Linked DNA regions of Mus musculus: region 1 is linked to region 2. A link is a contact called in public Hi-C data. All regions are on one chromosome and are shown on one strand. The core of a region is the stretch at or near the end of the contact, and the rest is flanking DNA. Distances in the headings are between cores, read along the strand shown.

Region 1 (7,118 bases), core at 279-2,778, 1.2 Mb after region 2:
TTAAATTGCTTGGATTAATATGTATTAATTGGTTAATTAATGAATGTGCATCAATATGTCTATGGGTGTGGTTTCTCTCATGTCTTGACTGTGTGTATGTAACTTCTGTGAGAACATTGCTGAAATGTGATTTCTGATTAGTGAGCCTGCCCTTAGCCTTCATGTTCTGTTTCTGCAAGCTCTCGGGTTCTGGTTCCAAGTTACACTTTCAGTGGCAGTATTGTACTGAGATTATTATCACATAAAATAGTGTGCATATGTATGCATCTAGTATATATGCATGTATGCAAAGCACTATTGTAAAAAAATATGCTTTACTTCAGGCTCTAGACACATGAAATGTATCATACTGCATTTTCACTGAGAGAATTCTCTTCTGCCTTGACTGTTTCATATTCTGAGGAAACCAGAGTATATAACAATAGCATTTGAGGTACTTTGTTTTAAGTATTTATTTGGATGTGCGTGTTTGTGATGGGTACCACAGAAGACAACATTTGATCTTCTGGATTCTGAGTTATAGGAGGCTGAGAACAAACTCAAGTCCTCTGAAAGAGAAGCAATCACAATCAGCCATCGAGGCATCTCTTCAGTACCAAATCATCACATTTTAGATTCCCATCTATCTGCTCCCTTTGGATACACTCTTTTGAACATTGAGCAGAGAATTTAGAAGCCTCACCCGCACGTTCACATGCTCCATGGACATTTGAACATAAACTCTTCCGTGGATTGTGTCCTTGTAAGCGGAGCCTGTTTCCTGGACTCCACGGCATATGGTCACCCTGTGGGAGATGCTCCCGTGGGTGGGGAAAGTGGGGCTCTCTGACAGTCACACACAGTTTCCGCCAACCTGAGCTCGGGCCTCAGCAGGAGCTTCATGAACAGTAGCCCCCTTCCAGGTACGTTGCCAGAATTTCAGAGCTCTGCCCACACTGAATTATTAACAGTTCAAGAGGAAATGTTCACAGAGATGTTCTCTGTGGGAGAGTCCCAGTAACACTCTTTGTCCCCTCTCTGCCCGCTCCCAGGGTTCCACGAGAACACATCCACACTACTATGAGGTCAATGGACCTGTTAAACAGGACGGGTTTGTCAACTTTTAAAATAACAGGAGATTCTTAGATTCCTGGATGTTGATCACGTGAACCGCAGTTAACTTCTTCGAAGGAAAACTTTGCTTCATCCACAGAGAGTACTACAATCTTTAAAAGTTTATTTAAAATTCTTAAAAATATGAATACTACAAGAGTGTACTGTCCTTCCTTTTAGGAAATGTAGGCTCCAATTTCATACCTTCTATCCACTGGTCAAATACTGCAGCTTCTGACGCTGGTCCTTGTTTTGGTGGCTTTCTGATCTACTCACAGAAGCTGAGTGTGGGGAGAGTAGCATCAAGCACTGCCAGGCTGCTCCCTGTGAGCAGATGCCCCAGGCTAACAAGCAGCTACGTCCAGTAGGTGCCATCTGCTACACCTGGCAATGGCAGAAACTGTGGGTTGAAGTCTTTCTGCAACATCTTGGCTCACTGAACTTGCCTGGCAGGGTGCTGGAGCAGGTGGCTTGGCCACAGCTTGCTTTCCAGTATGTTGTGTTCTGGATTAGTCCTGGGGGAGAAAACTGATTCATAACTCCTCCTCTCTGCCTACTCGTTCTGGTTATCGTTGACACTTTAACATGTTTGGAATGTCATCCAAAGTGCAAGAGGTCACAGCCAACGAAGGCCAACAACCAATAAACCAAAATGTTTCCTGGAATTCTATCGCCCATCAGAATCAGGGACTTCTCCTTTTGTGGATCCTTTTCTTGGAACCCTTTTCTTGATCTCTGAATTTCTTTTCATTCCATTCAGTTTCTATCAGCAGCATCTTCCCCTCCAGGCCTGTTGCCCTACTGAGAGACCCATCAGAGAAATGGTTTCTCTGTTCATTGACCTTCTCATGTCCACTAATCTGGAGTTTGCATGTGGACAATGCTCCTAGTATGGAACAATATTTTAAAAATAGCCACATGCTAAACTATGGATTTCTGCTGTTCTTAGTTGTCCAGGAAACACCATGTATGGAAGCTCTTCTAAGAATCCTGGACTTTGGAGAGTCTATGAAAGTTGGACCTTTCTTTCTTTCTTTCTTTCTTTCTTTCTTTCTTTCTTTCTTTCTTTCTTTCTTTCTTTCTTCCTTCCTTCCTTCCTTCCTTCCTTCCTTCCTTCCTTCCTTCCCTCCTTCCCTCCCTCCCTCCCTCTCTCTCTCTCTTTCTTTCTTTCTTTCTTTCTTTCTTTCTTTCTTTCTTTCTTTCTTTCTTTCTTTCTTTTGTTTTTTCAAGACAGGGTTTCTCTGTGTAGCCCTGGCTGTCCTGGAGCTCTCTCTGTAGACCAGGCTGGCCTCAAACTCAGAAATCTGCCTGCCTTTGCCTCCCAAGTGCTGGGATTAAAGGCGTGCACCACCACTGCCCGGCTGGACATTTCTAAAAGGACCTCTAAATATTCTATAGTCCATTGTATCTTTTGACTCTGTGTTGAATATGCTAGAATACATTTTCTTTGGTATGCTTACTTTCATTATCTTGCTTTCTTCCTACATTTTCTATGTCATCTTTTTTCTACTTTCTCTATTTTTTCCCCAAATATTTAACCAATATTTTACCCAAATCTCATGCTTCTTCTCCTCTAAGTAAACATGAGAAGGTTTCACTTGGTTCAGAGCACGTTTACCATGCATCGAGTGGAGAAGCCTAAGATGGGGCTGTCAAAACCAACAGCAGGGTTGTTGCAGGCTTCAGTGAAAGTGGATCAGAGCTCTGGTTTTCTTAATGCTGATGACCATAAGGTTGCCCTTCCTAGGCTAGGTGTGACTGGACAAATGACCATCTCCATTGTGAACAGATGAGGGGCATACCACATGTAGCAAGGAGGCAGAAGTATGTCACTGGTTCCTTCAGAACTGTATGCTCCTGAGACAACAATGACAAGGGTTTTTGATGATGCTTGCTCCATCAGCCTGGATCATGATTGTAAGGAGCAAAGCCTCCTGGGAAGAAATGAACTTCAGTGAAATTTTGAAGTCATTTTATCATGGTATATATTTAGCCTGGGCTGATTGATACATCCTCAAACTTGGATTCCATGGAAGAAAAGGAAAGCCTCTGCAGGGCACTTTGATAATAGCAAATGAATTATTCTTAGTTGTAAGAGCAAAGAATCCAAGCTATTTTTTTTAATGTTAGAGCATAACTGAGCTGCAGGAGCATATAGGCATTGCATTTCAAAAGATGTCTTTACACAGAAGCAATTGGAATAGAGAATGATGCTTCCAAGCAGAAGATTAGAGCAGCAGGTAGGATGAAGCCTCATGGTGTGGATAGAGATCACAACCAAGAAGCTCAAGGAAACGGCCACCGAGCAGCTATTCATCATTCAAATACTTAGCTGTCCAGAATTTTATTAGAAACCAGGGGAACAGCAGCCGGGTCAGAGAAGCTCTGCTGTATTTAGAGCCCTTTCCCCTTGACTGAGTTTTGTCTTATAGCAACATGGTCAGCATGATTTAAAGTAAGGGAACTTACTTACATATGAGTAACCAAGAAGCTTGATCAAGCTCACTCAGGCAAGGCGTAATAAAGCTGGATCTTAAACTCCATTTTCACCCTGAAGTCATTTCAAAAAATTTCAGCTCTAGGAAAAGATACTTGGGGGAAAATTAGGACAAGGGACTTAGGTTATAAAGTATGTAATTGTTTGATTCTGTAAAAGAATATTTTAACCATGGATATATGGAGGACACTGTCTGAAGCCCTAAGGTTGTAGATAACATAGAAATCAAAGACTTAAAAGCACAAGGAAAACTGTTCAGCAGTTACAAAGCAGAAGGAAGAGACTGGAAACCCATTTTCAGTAGCACATTTCTGATCAACTCAAGCATCGGTCAGGTACTGGTAGTAATTTTTTTTTTTTTTTCGAGACAGGGTTTCTCTGTATAGCTCTGGCTGTCCTGGAACTCACTTTGTAGACCAGGCTGGCCTTGAACTCAGAAATCCGCCTGCCTCTGCCTCCCGAGTACTGGGATCAAAGGCGTGCGCCACCAATGTTCTGTGCTTCTAAAAAAAAAATTAACGCCATAATGATATGAAAATTTTCAAATTTGATTTCAATATTTGTTATATGGATTATCATTGACTGTAATGGTGGGGGGATTATAGGGTTAATTTTCTGTTTCAGGGAGTTATTGTGGTAGTAAAGACAGGAGGATGTAAAAGTGTATCTAAGCCCTGACCTGGCCCAGTCAGCCCCTCTCAATCCATGGGAATCAGGGGTTTGGACAGATGGGCATAGAGTCAGTGGGAATTGATAGACAGACTCAGACGCAAGAGAGCATGCTGGATCTGAATGTAATTTGTCAAATCAAGCATCAGACTTTTTATACAGAAGGAAATAGAGAAGTTAGGTACGATGCGGTTACCAGATTCTTACACAAAACAGAGGAATGCAAACACAGAAGAACTGGCAGGAACCAACTGGGATAAAATTCTGTTAACGGGGATCAAATGCAGCCCCACCTAAGGTTCACTTAATCTTAGAAGCCAGAGGCAAGGGCACGAAACCCTAGCCATAGTTCCTACTCTAGTCTATTGTATAGTCCACCCCCTAGGCCATTGTAAATACTTGTGTATGGGTGTAACTCAGCTATCTATAGTTCTAAGTATCTACTCTGGTTCCTCCTTAGGTCACAAACTTCCTTCTTCGTAGATAGTGGTAAATTTCTGTGTAGGGCAGTGACTTAGCTATCCATGCCCAGGGGCAGATCAAGGACTGCCTAGAATCTAACTTAGCTATATGTCAAAATATCAATCCTTTCGAGCATTTGTAATAAAGCAATATTAAGGGAAAGCATACAGATCCGTTTACCAACTAAAGCAAGGACATTGGAGCATTTGTTATACAGGATGCCACGATCCCAGGAGACTAAGTTTCTGTGAACTTTTTGCCTTGGGACAGCACCCAGGTTTTCAGGGCCTGTCATGCTTGTCACTACTGGAATGGATGTAGCACATACGAGTACAAACCAACACCAGAGCTCTGGGCTCAGAGCTGGGTTTAGCTCTGAGCATTTCTGGAAACTTTCCAGTTCATGTGAAGAAACATGTGTCTTTTCCTGCTCTTCAACAGTCTACTGTGGCATCCTAAACATTATATTACATATTAATTAGAATATTTGATAATTCAGTTGAGTCATGTTAAAAGTGTTATATAAATGGAGGAATAAAAATGCAAAAACCACACAAAACCCTACCCTCTACGTAGCCATCCACTACCTAATATATATATTAAATCTGTTCTCTGTACACATCAGAGATACAAGAATTACACAAAGAATGTTTGCTGTAATCTGACTTACACACTGGTTTGCTCTCTTTTTTTTAATCAGCCAGTAGCACTGGGGTAGGCATACTGCTACAGAGGAATGAAGAGTTACAGCTGATCTTTTAGTCCCTTGCTGTTTAGAGCTGCTGATTGTGAGGTCTAGGAACTGCCCTTTCTCCTCTCTGATCACGGACTTGTTTTTCAGATGCAGATCTGCGAAACATTTCCCAGGTTGTTTTCAAACTTCGTGATGGTTTCTTAGCCAAGCTTCTGCCAGGGACCACCATTTACCCCAGATGCTTCACCTAAAGAGACTGCGAGAAAAGGACCCCCTTCAGCATTTAGAGTGAGCTGCTTCCAGCTGACTTTCTAGCTGCCTCATCCGTGAAGAAGGGAATGGAGAAACAGGGGAGTTAGAACCCCAAGAGTACCTTGGCTCCACATGAGGGCCAACTAGGCAGACCTGGGAGATGTGGAGAGAGCATCTGTGGACAACAGGAGGAAACAGTTCTGCCTCTTCCAGCCTCCAGGACGGTTTTCATCTCCAAGTACAGACAGATGCAGATGTAAACTGACAATGGACAATGCAGATCCCCAGTGGTCAGCCTCACAGGACAAGCCCAGTGCAGGGACATATGGAGGAAGGGTCTGGAAGGAGAAATGAGGAACTGACTGCTCAGCACAAAATGCTGAGACAAGGCCTCCATTATTACGATCTTCTCTTTACTTACAATTCACAGAAGAACCAGTTTGGTGTTTTCTCAGATGTCCTCTTGATGTTGACCTTACATTTACTGAAGAACACATCAGTGAGAATAATATGTGCTAAGCAGAGATAAGCCCACCCGTCTTATTTTTATTTCTTCTTTGCTGACATTACATTTAGACCTTGCTGGTATCTAGCATAAGGATGAAACATTCTTGTCCTTTTCACCTCCAATCCAGCATGAAAATAATGCATCTTACATAGCTTTTTAAGTCCACTTTGCCCATAAATCAAACATCTTTTCTAAAAAACAAAATACTAACAAAAAATTTTAAAGGTTCTATGCAAACATCATGTTTAAAAAAGTTGCATCACTTGAGGGGTGGTTTAAAGGTATCTTTGATATTTAAATAGCTGTTGGGGGAGCAGAGGTGGATGCTGGCATGTTCTGACCGGATTATCCATTTCTTTTCAGTCTTGTATGCAATCTGAATAGGATAAAATAGTATCAAATCTAGGGTCCTTTGTCTCATGTACACCAGTATGTGGCATGCCTGAACAGGGCGCAGCAGGCATCTAGGTACCTGCAATTCATTCAATTGAAAGGTCCCTGCAGGTGGAAACCTTGGCTCAAACAGAGAACATCTTTCAATGAACTCCACTTACCTCTTCCTTTGCTTTAACTCCTTGCAAATATGCCTCCAACACCCAGCATCATTATTACCAGAAAAGAAAAAAAAAAAACCCTCTTGGGCAGGGTACCATGTAAAGAGTCTTGCTTTGGGACCCAGTAAAAGAGAGCAGAACAGAACAAAGGAAAGCAGAAGAGAAACATAAATGTCAGAGGATTAGACAACAAATGTGAAGGATCCCAACAGCCATCAATAACATCACTCTCTCATATGCATTAGCTTTACTCAAGCCCACACAAGACCCAGAAGTCTGCAATATCACAAAGACTAATGCACAGCAAATGTCACCTGCCCCTGGATCAGCTCCAGCAAGTACACCGTGGGAATTACTTATTTTCCGCATGCCTTTGGCAAGGCAGAGAGA
Region 2 (7,532 bases), core at 1,870-4,369:
TCGGCCTCCCACTGGCTTCAAGGTCTTCAAGGCTGGGGATCCAGACCTTTTCTGGCCCAGCGTCTCTCGCTTTGTGAGTAACCTGTGCTAACAGTAGCTTGGAATGGCTGTCGTTGATTCTTTGATGACTGATCTTATGGATAAAGTAAGCACTTTTAATAGTGGGAGCTACTTTCTAAGGACTCCTTTTAATATGTGATGAATTAAACCCGTCTTCTCTTATAGTAGGCCTGACCCATCAGTTGCATAAGAATGTCACATTTAGAAGAATAAATAACTTGGTAGACGAAATACTTTTTTTATTCAAAGTGATTCACACTGAAAACTTTTGAAGTTAAGCTAAAATATTACACTAAATTAAGTAGAAATTAATATTGGACAATAAATATATATTTGAGTCAGTATTATTTATGTCTGTAGGTTGTGTGTGTGTGTGTGTGTGTGTGTGTGTGTGTGTGTAGAGAAAAATACCCTGTGTGTTTTCAAGCATACCTTGGACAGATTTCTAGAGAATGAAGTGTCAGAGTATAAAAAAGAGTATTTGGGTTATATTTAGAAATTAATGTATTACGTATAATTTAATAACATCTTTCCTTTGGATTACAAGCTCCAAACTGTAAGTGTCTGGCCCAGTTTGCTGTTCATCAAAGACCCTTAAAAAAGGCAGGATTTAGCTCTTAGACCCCCACAGTACTTACATTTTTCTGCCCAGAATTACCTTGCACATTGTCTTTATTCCAGATGGCCATTTCTTCCCATGACACAAAAAAGTTCTATCAAAGTTGGTACCTTTATGGAAGCGATACAGGTGATGTCCTATGTGACATAGTAGTTTCCTCATGTTAGAGATGTCACCAACTTTTTCCCTGTAAGAACTTCACGCCAGTTCTCTGACCTGCCTCTGGAGTCTGAAGATCCCTGGCATGGCTGCATCCAGGGTACCACAGCATTTATAACACATCATGCAATTTGTGTTTCTAAAACAGGACATACATGTCCCCTTGTGTAACCTTTGCAGTGGATGCTGTGGCTGAGAATGAACATTTATTTATTTACTAAAAACACCTAGGATTTTTATCTGTTTTCACTATAATGAAAGTATTATAATCTTCAACACTGGACCAATACACAATTTATTAAAAAATCTTGTCGCTCTGGGAGGAAAGAGCAAGCACAATGGAGAAACCAGAACAGTAAAGAAAGCTACTTCAAAGAACAGGTTCAGTCAGTTACACAAATGTTTTTCCCCTCCAGTCAGCCCGGAAAAATTATGAGATGGGCGGGGAAGCGGTTTCCATAAGTGTTTCTCTCCAGAGGAGCAAAGTCAGAATTTAAGCAAACAAAAATGTCACCATCTAACAAGAAAAAAACCCAACACTTCACCAACTCTGTGGTGGCACAAGGCAGGGTGATTATTAAGTCCAAGATCGTCATTAGTTACATAGTGACATAGTGACATAGTAGGGCAGCCTGGGCTAAGCAAGAAACAACAAAGTAAAACATGGCATACTTAAAAATACTATGAGATAAGAGGAACAATAGCATATCTAATGGGGATGAAGCAGAATATAGTATAGTATAGTATAGTATAGTATAGTATAGTAAGGGCTAACGGAAGTAAACAGAAATGCGTGCCTGAGGGTGAAACCCACCGGGTTGAATTCCTTAAAATTTGAGGTGTAGACAGCTGTATATGGGAAGAGAGTTGAGGAGAGAACGCATCAAGCCAGGTACATTCTATCTGGCTGTGTGACCTTTCGATAGTTTTACCGTGGATGCCGCAGAATACTAGGATTCCTCAATACCTGAAGCAAAACATTGATTGGTACGATCCAGTCCCAAATGAAAGAAATGCTCAGCTCCTGTGCAGAAACCCCAGACGAGCATTTCAGGATTCACCACAAGATGGCGACAGCCATTTAATAATGTGTCTTCTAGTTTCCAGAGATGAACGACATGCTGAGAGAAAAAGTAACTGGAAGACAAACGGATTTCACCTTCTTCATGATCCAGAATGCAGGGATGTTAACCGGCTTCACTGCCATCCTGCTCATCACCTTGTACGCAGGAGACATCGAATTGCAGTAGCCGGAAGTGGAGTATAACGTCAACGCGGGAAGGCATTTAATAACAACACAGAAACATCTCCATAGGGATTTTTGTTTTTTTAAAAGTATATCCTATTTAGTTAAAAGAGATTTTTTTTTTATTATTTTCAACTAAAGGCTAAGGAATCTAATGACTGGTTTCAGATATGTAGAATAGGTGAAATTTGTTGTTAAAATTTTTCCTTAAAAGGTTTTCGGTTTCAGACTGCAAAGGCTGGTGTATGGGGCCTTTGGTAAATACCTGGTTTTCAATATTTTATGCATATTAGAAAATTATCATGAAGCAAACACGTGCATTCACAAGCAGACATACAGATCCAGAGAAAAACACAATCTGGGTCATGTAAGGTTTCAGAACTTGCTTGGGTAAACAACAACAACAACAACAACAACAACAACAACAACAAAAACCTCAAGCGTTTTCAGAGTGGTTTTCTTCCAATTAATGTGTTTGACTGCTTTTAAAGGCAGGTGCATCAAATGAGGAAGAAAATCAAGACAGACAGCTCCAGTGCATGCAGGACCGATCCCAGTGCCTTAACGAACCCCAGAAAGATAGCGCACAGCGTTTGTTCAGCTTTATGTCTCAGTTGGCGACCTGTAGGATTGTTTTGAAAGCTAATACAAAGTAACATGAATTAGGAAAGGATGAAAGGCTTGCTAGCCCAGCAAGGCTTGGGCTCAGGGCTTGGTCCCTGAGTTATAAGCTTGAACACACCCTGCAGAAGACCAGAATTGCTTTGCTATGATTTATGCTGTGGTTCCAGCCAACAGAAATGCCTGAGGAGTATGCGAGACTGGTTAGAACTCAGTCTTGCCATGCTCTGGGATTGCTTTGTCATGGTGGAGAATATGTTGGGTGGGAGAGAGAAATTGAATGTAATTGTGAGCAATTTACTTTTTAAAAGATGAGCATAATTATTTAGCAGGGGGAATTTCAATAAATGCAAAAATCACAGCTGGGCTGGGCTGTGTCAGAGACTGATGGTGGAGGAGGCATGTGCTCATTAGGGGTGATTGACAGTCAGCAGAGACGGCTTCTTTTATGTGCAGTGTGCTTTGTTCCCATATGGTATACCGTTGGATGGAAAACCTCAGCATACTCTTTCTACCTTTCGTAAAACACACAGCTCACTGAGTGTTTGAGCACGTTGTAGACGATCAGTCTGAATTGAACATCCTAATTTCAATTCACACTCCCAAGTAACTTAAAAAAAAGATGATTTGACAGTGATGAGAATTAGTAATAGAAGCCAAGTTATCTCAGGAATTATGTTTTCCTATAAGCCCAAACACATTTTCATGTAATAACAGTGCAGATTTGATAAACTTTAACATATATGTTTATGTGTATTCTCACTTTATGACTGACAATTAAAAAATATTATTTGACCAAACAGTAAAAGCTTTTGAAACCATGTACCGTGTCAGTTATTTTTCTCTTAATATGTCTTTATTTTGAGTGACATCATGTGGCTGGTGTTATGAGAAGAGAGGCAAGTAGAGAACTGATGTTGTATTATTTTAAAAATATCTAGCAAAAAAATCCTACAAAGACTAATTTTTCATTTCAATAAACACAATCTATATTAGTATAACCTTTCGTTTCAGTGCTTAACAATCCTTGCTTTTTAAAAGTATATGCTGTGGGCTGGAGATATGGCTCAGTGGTTAAGAGCACAGACTGCTCTTCCAGAGGTCCTGAGTTCAATTCCCAGTAACTACATGGTGGCTCACATTCATCTGTAATAGGATCTGATGTCTTCTTCTGGTGTGTCTAAAGACAGCTATAGTACATTCATATATATATAAAACATTAAAAAGTACAGATTGTATGTATTTTTAATGAAATGACTTATGGAAGAATATTTTGAAAAGATAGTTTAGTGATTCTCAGTGTACATGCAGATTGACTCTTTGGCCTGCTTTTTGTGGGTCTGGCTCTCCATCCTTTCCCTTTACCATGGAGAATGAAGGACTTTGGGTGACGATGACTTAAAGACAAGAGGCAATTGTTTGTTGGAGGCAGAAGGAAAGTCGGGATGGCATTTACTTTATCCTGATTAACTTTCTTCAAGTGAGCATAATCCTGCCAACATACTTCCTATGGAGCATTTGCCATATAATCTTAGTTTTTTGAAGAAAAAAGGATTTATTTCATTTTGAAGATTACAAACCATCACTGAGGGAAGTTAGAACTGGTACTCAGGTAGGAACTCAAACAAAACACGTGGAGGGACATCGCTTACTTTCTCTTTTCCTGGCTTGTTTGGCTCACTTTGGTAGCAGCTCTCTAGTTAGACTTGTTTACTCAGCAAGATGGAAATCATGCCTACTATGGCAAACTTAGCTAGCCACTGAGTAGTGGATATTGGAGGAGAACCTACAACCACCATTTTATTAAGACAGCATAATCATTAGATTTTAGAGATGCTACCAGAATAAATAAAAAATACTGTATATTACTCATTGCTAAACTTTAAAGAATATGTATTAATTCCTGGCACTTATTGGGTACTGTAGAAGATCCTGTTACCATGGTAATGCTGTGTCACAAAGCACCTTAGGAAACTGAAGCTCACAAAGTGGGTGAGCTTCCACTAGAGGTGCTGATGGGTAGCCAGCTGATAGAGCCATGGTACTAGGGTGTGGCTCCCATTGTGGCTGGAACTGCAAATTCATGTGGAAGAGATAATAGATGCCTAAGTCCACTTATGGGTAAAGTGTAAACAGGTTCAATCAGTCTTAAGCAGTTTTTATAAAGTATCTGTTATTTTTCCTGAATGAAGATACCTGACATTAATGATAATTCATCAAAAGTCTCTAGAGGTATCTCCCTCTTCTAATATCTAAATAATAACCAAAATCTGTTTAATGAAAATAGTTCCTTTCCTTTACCTGTACAAGTTGGGATGTGTGGCTGTGTCATGGCTCAGAGCTAGTGAGGATAACTCAGGTTTACTTAGCTGCCAGTTGCTCATCTGTCCTGGTTTCTTGCCGCAGCAGCAGTGGAATGTAGCCAATGTGTGAGCTCAGTGTTGGGCATCTCTGGAGGCTATGTATGGTCATAATGATTTCTAGATGTTCAGCGAGACTCTAGGCACTATTGGGCATTTCTGGTTTCCTACATTTAAATGGCCTGCTTCTCCTAACTCTTCTCAGCATTATCTTCCTTTAGGTCTCCTTTTGATTTTAGCAGGAAGTTACCATGATTTCCAGACAATTTCTGTGTTAGGAAAGATCTGTTGCCGTACAAGAGATTCTCAAATGATCCTCTTGGCTACGATACCACAGATCATTCTTAATGGATACTTGGTTTTCTTTCTACACCACTGGTCGCAATTCCCGTGGTTGGTTTTCTGTCAGCTTCCTTTCCATGTTAAGGATGCGCAAAGCATGTTCTCATGTCCATTCGGTTTCCTAGTTGAAAACTCTAAATTTCTCTGTGCCTTCAGAACCAGAGACTCTGCTAATAAAATTAAAGTGAAAGAAACTGGATAAACTAGAAACTCCAAATATCATTCTGTTAATTACAAGGCATATTCCCTCCCACCACATTTTAATAGTTTCTAATGGCGTCTACAGGTGAGAAGAACATGATATTATGAAGGTGGCTCTTAGATGTTGTAAGAAAATGGTCGAATCTCCATGATGAGGGTTTGATGTATAAGAACTAAGAGGTCTTCTCTTAGTTTGATAGAAGAGCTGTGAGCTGCAACATGGGGCCCATGGGGCCCAATAGCTCTAGGAACCGAGTCTATTACTATTTGTCTACTGTGCTGACAAATGAAAGTCTCAGATAGACTGTGGCTCTCACTTCCAAGATGCTTCATATCTTAAGATGTCTCCTGGAGATCTGGCTTTGAACTCTTAACTCCACATAGCAGGAAGGAGGACTGGATAGGAAGGCAAAAGTTCACACTTGTTTCTTTAGTCACTCCTTTCTGAACAATATTTTACAAGTAAGATCCAACCATACCCACTTCTATCCACTGACCAGAATGAGTCACATGTATATACCAGTCAAAAAGAGAAACTAGGCAATTCTGCATTCAGTTGGATGCACTTCTATGAGAAAAAAAAATCAAGATTTTGTCATTAGGAAAAGTAAAGAATGACTGTGTGTGATTGGCCATCCTTCTGCTCTGTGTGTGATTGGCTCTAAACAGTTTGCATGCATTCTGCTGGTTCTGAGTGTGTGGATGGGTCAGAGGTTAATGTTCGTCGTCTTCCTCAGTCCTCTCCAAACCCACTGTTTTGGAGACAAGAGTCTCTCACTAAACCCGGAGCTCACCAACTCAGCTAGACTGGCCAGCGATCCCCAGAGATTCTCTGTCTTTGCCTCTCTAGCTCTGAGATTGCAGCCATGGGCCTCTCTGCTTGGCTTTTCCTGTGGTTGCTGGGACCTGACCTCAGGCACACATGTTTATACAGTAAGCACTTCACTTACACGGGCACTCCAGCCCATGATCAGGATTACAGCTCTTTCCTTCTTTTTATTAGCATGTATTAACGATGTAGAACAATTAGTTTCATTTTGTCATTTTTCACACACATGCACAGTGTATTTTGACCTTTGCGCTCTCTCTCTCTCTCTCTCTCTCTCTCTCTCTCTCTCTCTCTCTCTGTCGCGCGCGCGCGCGCGCGCACACACACACACACACACACACACACACACACACACAGAGTACTCTGATTGTGTCCCCCATTATTCCCTTCTCACTGCTGCTGATCCCAGGTATTTCCTTTCCAACTTCTTCCTCGACTTTCGCACCTTATTTTTTTGGTGACCCAATGAGTTTAATTCGTGTTGCCCTTAGGAGCGTGGGAGAGGACTTAGTTACAGAAGCAGAGGCTTCTTGCTGATAGTGACACCACTGAAGAAACACCCTCTTGCCTTCCCAGCAGCCATCAATCCCAAGAGAACCTCAGGGAAGGAGGATAGCCTCCTCACTGGCCTCTCCCCCTCCATGACAAAAGATCTACAGTTACATCCAGTATTATCTGTACACATCTGTACTCATTTTTCTGCCTCGGTCTATTATGAGTGGTATTTATTGGCCTTGAAAATGTTTTTTTTTAATAGACTAGTGTAAAATTTGAGAAAACATAAAAAATGATTTATGGATTAAAAAGAAATCTGATTAGTATGAATGTCCAGGACATTAAGTGACATTAAGTGCTATCAGAAGAAATTAGCAATAAATTCTAAAACATTTGTATGCCATATTCATAGGCTTTTTGTATAAGAAAACTTAGATCTGTAATGTTATATGATGTTTGTAGATAAAAACTTGAAAATATTTTTATTAGAATAAATAAATAATGAATAACTAATTAAATCATTTAATTAAACCAATTAATCAAAACCAAATCTCTATTTTGTATGCTCTGGGTTGACTTGAGAATCTGTTTACAACCTGG

What was found. A called contact is a pair of places that touch in the nucleus more often than the background predicts.
Region 1: a Hi-C map of cerebellar granule neurons shows a contact between it and region 2, with 5 times the contacts expected there. The contact joins two enhancer-like sites. A contact is called at or near these places in 1 of 15 datasets of contacts at CTCF or cohesin (pro-B cells) and 5 of 484 Hi-C or Micro-C datasets (the AML12 cell line, cerebellar granule neurons and cerebellum).

Annotation. Positions count from the first base shown.
Region 1 is chr3:137,109,168-137,116,285 of GRCm38.p6, forward strand. No RefSeq gene overlaps it. Among named protein-coding and RNA genes, the nearest start is that of Gm26107, 45 kb to the left of the region's middle. Within about 2 kb of position 1,529, at least 10 of the 459 cell types and tissues checked have an H3K27ac peak or open chromatin away from gene starts, as enhancers often do. A contact at or near this core is called in cerebellar granule neurons, where this site is marked.
Region 2 is chr3:135,884,867-135,892,398 of GRCm38.p6, forward strand. Slc39a8 (solute carrier family 39 (metal ion transporter), member 8) reads left to right here. Exons shown (of 9, transcript NM_001135149.1): 9 at 1,939-3,706. The coding sequence ends at 2,088. Among named protein-coding and RNA genes, the nearest start is that of Gm31243, 13 kb to the right of the region's middle. Within about 2 kb of position 3,120, at least 34 of the 459 cell types and tissues checked have an H3K27ac peak or open chromatin away from gene starts, as enhancers often do. A contact at or near this core is called in cerebellar granule neurons, where this site is marked.